2 separate regions of the Hordeum vulgare genome follow, and region 1 is linked to region 2. A link is a contact called in public Hi-C data. All regions are on one chromosome and are shown on one strand. Each heading gives the region's core, a stretch centred on a gene start, on an enhancer-like site or on the middle of the called end of the contact. The rest is flanking DNA. Distances are from core to core; before and after follow the strand shown. Region 1 holds the start of LOC123409960 (nudix hydrolase 21, chloroplastic-like). Region 2 holds the start of LOC123411301 (tRNA N(3)-methylcytidine methyltransferase METTL6).

The links. Hi-C and Micro-C count contacts between places; a contact is called where the count stands out from the background.
Region 1: a Hi-C map of leaf shows a contact between it and region 2, with 2.2 times the contacts expected there. The contact joins the promoter of LOC123409960 here to the promoter of LOC123411301 in region 2. A contact is called at or near these places in 3 of 6 Hi-C or Micro-C datasets (leaf and seedling) and 1 of 1 datasets of contacts at active chromatin or transcription factors (embryo).

What each region holds. Positions count from the first base shown.
Region 1 is chr7H:110,089,364-110,092,285 of MorexV3_pseudomolecules_assembly, reverse strand. It overlaps LOC123409960 (nudix hydrolase 21, chloroplastic-like), which reads left to right and starts at 1,300. Exons shown (of 1, transcript XM_045102831.1): 1 at 1,300-2,268. The coding sequence starts at 1,517. The coding sequence ends at 2,008.
Region 2 is chr7H:109,845,964-109,848,663 of MorexV3_pseudomolecules_assembly, reverse strand. LOC123411301 (tRNA N(3)-methylcytidine methyltransferase METTL6) reads right to left here and starts at 1,410. Exons shown (of 8, transcript XM_045104232.1): 1 at 1,072-1,410. The coding sequence starts at 1,293.

The DNA.
Region 1 (2,922 bases), core at 51-2,550, 240 kb before region 2:
GTTAATAGGACAAAAAAAACATTTCAATTTGTTTCATAATACGTAACTGTAGCATTTGATATCTAGTGAAAAAACACATTTACAGTATTCTATGATTAATTACTATCAAAGTTGCTCGCCGAATATTGCGTAAAATCGAGAAAAACATCTACTATTTTTTAATAGAGGGGGTACCGTCCTAGTCTATCTTGTGAACCCCTTAGGCCCTGTTTCTTTAAAAAGTTCTAAGACTTTTTTTAGTCCCAACTAAAAAGTCTTTAGTCCCTACCCGTTTCTTTCTAGGGACTAAACAGTGATTAGAGGGTACTAAATGACATGCAAAAAGACTATGTTACCCCTGGTAATGTACTAAAAGTTATTAAATGACATGCTAAAAATAGGGACACTGTTGGAAAAAGTGTCAAAAAAGTCCCAAAAAGTCCCTTCCATAGAAACTTCTTCCTTTAGTCCCAAACACCTTTTTTAGTCCCTAAAAGTCCCTCCTGTTTCTTTCACATAGGACTAAAAAGGATTTTTTTTAGTCCCTAGAGCAAAAAGTCTCTGTAAAGAAACACCACCTTAGATCTTTTAGCATATTCATCATTAGTTAAAAAAGTTCAAATAGCTATATACAAGGACTAAAAACGTTCGTTAGTAAGTTGGCGTCTCTTTCTTTCTACAAACCTGTCCATGGCAAGAGATTTCCAGAAACCTTTTCATGTCAAGAATCAAGCGAAAATGAAAAGACCTGAAAAGTATATACGGATACACGGTTTCAACTCTCAGTGCCTCTTTTCTACAGCAGTTCAGCTCATCATTGCACAACTCAACTTACGAACAAGCATTTATGTTGTTTTTCTCCTTTTCATCGTGTAAACGCACGTCATTCCCATGCCTTCTAGAAAGGAAAAAAAAAGACCACGCGATAAATAGTTAGAACGTAGAGCTAGCGACTTTAGCTGAACGGCAAAAGTCAAATACTCCTATACTCTAGATCCTCAAACCGGTGGGATCCCAAACAAGCAGCTTTTAGCTGGAAGCTCGTACACATCCACCGGAAGTACCTCTCGAACCCATCAGGGGAACAGAAGCCAGATACTGGATGGATGGATGGATATTGACACGCTATAGAGAGCCCATGCACCGCGTCCAGGCGCCACCTTAGCTGCCCAGCTTTTGTTTTGTCATGGAGCTGCCCCGCCTTTGTCACGTTCCCTCACTCTGCAACGACGCTGCCAACCACAACAACCGGCTAGAGCGAGGCCGGCCGCGCGTGCAGATCCTATTAATAGCCAGGCATCCCCGCCCCCATCTGGCTCAAATCCATCCAGCTCCAGCTCCAGCTCCTCCTCCCACCGGCAGATCCAAAGATAGCGCCACCGGGCCTCCATATTTCAGACAGAACCCCCCTCTCTCTCTCCTCCTCCTCCTCCCTCCCCGTGGAGCTCCAAGAAACCAACCCAAGAACCGTCCGGCGGATTGATCGAGGGCGACGGCAGCGGCAGCAGCGGCAAGCGGGCCATTGGTCGGTCGTTGGATGGCGGCGATGATGGTGGCGGCGAGGCAGGGGCGCGAGCTGCAGCGGTATAGCGCCAGCACCGGGGGCCGCATCGTGGTGGGCTGCATCCCGTACCGGGCGCGCGGGGACGGCGGCGAGGTGGAGGTGCTGGTCATCTGCTCGCGCAAGAAGGGCGCCAGCGCGGGCGTGCTCTTCCCCAAGGGCGGGTGGGAGCTGGACGAGTCCATGGACGAGGCGGCGCGCCGCGAGGCCCTGGAGGAGGCCGGCGTGCGCGGCGAGACGGGGCCCAGCCTCGGCCGCTGGTGCTACCAGAGCCGCCGCTACGACGCCACCTACGAGGGGTACATGTTCCCGCTGCGCGTCACCGACGAGCTCGAGCGGTGGCCCGAGATGTCCGGCCGCGGCAGGACCTGGGTCACCGTGCAGGACGCCATGGACCGCTGCCCGCACCTCTGGATGCGCGAGGCGCTCCAGCGGTTCGCCGACCGCGCCGCCGCCGCCGCCTTGTAGGCGCTTTCTCCTCGACCGTCCTTCTCGCCGTGCCCGCCCTACGGTTTGTGCCGGCTGGGCTCGGCCGCGCGGCGCGGCGGCACTAGCGGTCAGGTCACACGAATCAGAGCGTTGTACTGTGACTCCGGTCGTGCCACGGCCTGTACATTGTTTGCTTGGGATTCGACCGGGCATGTAAATCTCACCCACTCCACCTAATGTTTCGAGATCATAATATAGGGAATGCTAGCCAAGAACCATAACTCGGTTTATTGGAGTCAGATGACCGATTTTTTTTCTCTCCATGAAATTGACTTGAGTATGGTACATTTAAATCTTTTCATATTCAAAATATTCCCAACTCTTTTACCGTGCCCCGCTCATAATCAAACACGGGCAACCCTCTACCTTACAACACCTACAATCGGATCCCACTTTCATGTAAATATCTAGGCAGACAGCTACGCTAAAAAAAGGACGCCCTCCCCGCAAAAAACAAAGACACTCAGCTAGACCTCAAAGACAACCCAAACACCTTGGTTGTTCGGCACCCGCCCAACCAAGCTCATATGTAGGATGGATATAGGGATGCACAAAAGCCCATGTCGGATCCGATAGGTTGGTGTGGCTCGAAATATCTTCAATTCGATAAAGTCCACTAAATCGACCGCCCTTCCCACGTCAGTCCTCCCTATCACGGCTTTAAGTCGTCGTGCTCCTCCAGAGTGACTTCGTGTTCGTGTCCGTGTCCTCATCCATCGCCCTAAATTCCCTTTACCATCACCCCCACTGCGAGGGATGGTGGCTTGACGGGGTCCGTGAGGGTCCCAGTCGTCGCGTGAAACGTGAAGACCAACATCTCAAGGGAGCAGCGTGCCCTATAGCCCATCCGTGAAGACGTGGAGAGGGAAACCGCATAGAAGGAGGCCGCAACA
Region 2 (2,700 bases), core at 161-2,660:
TTGAACAGGAAGTGAAGCTTCCGGCTGTGCGGAGAGCGGTGGGAGGGGGAACAGCATGGCCACCTGGAAGCAAAGGCCAGCGGCCGGCATGAGCGGCGGGAGGAGCACCCTGGGAGGATGATAATATCCATGGCCGCCGACGAAGACAAGACTAGCTATGGCTTGGAAAGAGGAGAACGTGGAAAAAGCTATCTATTCGGCGTTTTATTCGCTTGCTCAGTTTTAAAAAAAGAGGTCAGGGGTTCTTTTTTTTAGACAGAGATAATACTGTGGTTTTGAAGATACCATAGTATTAATACTAATATTTTTAATGATTGCCAAACAGGTTAGACTAAATTAAACTGTAGTATTCCTAGAAAACTTAGAAAATACTTTGCTATCAAAGGTATAATGTATAGTACTTTACTTTTCCAAAGCTTATGGGTGAAGAAAAAGCAGAAAATGAAAAAAAACGCACAAGAAAAAAATGATCATCTAACACACAGGGTGCAAGATCATAACCGTAGTTATAAACATATCATGTTATTTTGTCAAAGCTAGACGAAGATATGTTATTTTGTCAACTCCCCTAAGTTCAGTCTGCTGTAGATAGCAACACTGTATCTCTATGGATATCGCTAGTCTTGATCCTACTAACAAGATGCTGCTGACAGGATGCACATCATAATTGCCCCTTAGTAAAAGTTTCCATTCCATAAGAATGAACAAACGAACAATCTTCTGGTATTTGTGAATTCGGTGATAATATGGTACAAAATGTCAAAACACTGCTAATCAGGAATCGTTTCATTCCAGTCGCTAATTTGACGCTTTAGTTATAGTATCTCTTCACTCATGAAAAAATTGGGAAAGGAAGTAATCTAGTCTGTCTTCACTGCTGTCTTGTCTAGCTGCACGGCTCAGCTCCCAGAAACGCAGTCGTTTCCCCGGTAAAGAAATGCAACCTTGCACTAGTCCATGAATCCATGTGATCTAGTGGGTCGCATTGCTGCCGAATTGATGATAAGTAAAATACAAATAGAAGCAAGTGTTATGCGCAAGGGGCCTAGGAGAGAAGGGGGAATCAGCAACCTTGAAGAACCTGCCGGAGGCGTGGCGGCGGTGGAAGCTTCTCCAGGCCTCCGATGATGGTGGCTGCGGCGAGGCGGTGGTCGTGGGGAAAGGGGACAGGTGGTAGGAGAAGGAAGGGTTGGCTTCCACATCCGCCCGGAGGTCCTCCCACTCGAAGTCGTGGCAATGGTACTCGGCCTCCGCCTCTTTCTTGGTGCACCCCACTTCACCACCGCCGTCCATAGCAGCCACCGTCTTTCTTCGCTGCGACCTTCGGCGAACTCGCCTCGATCGGTGGCGGCGGCGCTCGGTCGGCGATGAGGAAAGAACTGCTGGCTGCGTAGTAACGAGGAAACGGCGGCCGTCGGCCAGCGAGGCCAAGATTGGAGACCTGGATCAGATCTGGCCAGACGGGCCGTGCCAGCTGGTCCGGCACGGCCCAGGCTGAATGGGCCGTGCCTGCGCCTGGAAGCTGGGCACGCGGGCCGGCATGGTATACCCAATTTATTTATTTTATATTTTTTGAAGCACAGCCTATATATGTGTGACCTAAAAACAGTCCAATAAGCTTAAAACACAACACAGCAATCTAAAAACCATGCAACACAGCGTGCTAAACATGTCACAGGCCAACCGTTTACTAAATGTGTCGTCACAGGCCAACCCGTTTACTAAATGTGTGGTCTCATGCCAAGCACGATTACGCTTAGTAGATCTGTAGGTCCAGATCAAGGACATATCCGGTGAAACGTTCAGGGACATATGAAATGAAATGCCATGCATCTCAATTCTAGGGGGGAAATGTCATTTTGTTTAGAGGATATGCATTTTTTTTAATTAGGTTTGAGCTTCTTTGAAATATGAAGGGTAAGAAACAATCTACATAGAAATATGAATTCATTCTTACAAATCAAAAGGGATTTAAGGAAGAAAAAAAACTGTATAAGAATCATATAGTATACAATTCCAACAAAATTCTTGTAAACCAAAGGAGTATCATTTTCCCCTTTGATAGCCCTTAGATCAAGGAACTCCACACACCCATAGACCGGGAGCAACTAACAAAGGAGCGCTTGTTTGGAAGCCTCCCAATGATCACTCTGAGCAGCCGCCACTTGACGTGTTCTCAGTCACCGTCACGTGTTGCGTCTTGGGCATTTTCTTTGGATTTTTTCTGCACGCGTTTCAACTTTTTAGATGGCTTTTCTTGGCTTTTCGGTTTTTCATTGGTCTGTTTAGCTTTTGAACAAACAAATAATTCAAAAAAATACGCGAAAAATGCATTTTTTTTCCTCGAGAGGCACAATTTTGGTTCCGTGAAAGGCACATGTTTGCTTTTGAGAGGCACGACAGTGCCTCTCAGAAATGGAAAAGATGTGTTTTCTTCTTTTTCCTTCCTCAAAAGGCACGGCTTTGCTTCAACGAGAGGAACGGATTTGCTTCTACGAGAGGTACGACCATGTCTCTTGAAAACAAAAAAAACACCTATTATTATTTTTCTTCCACGAGAGGCATGTATTTTCTTCCGCGAGAGGTAGGATTGTATCTCTCGGAAACAAAAAAACACGTTTTTATTATTTTTCTTCCATCAGAGGCACGGATTTGCTTCCGCGAGTCGTGCCTCTCGGAAACGAAAAAAACAAGGTTTAT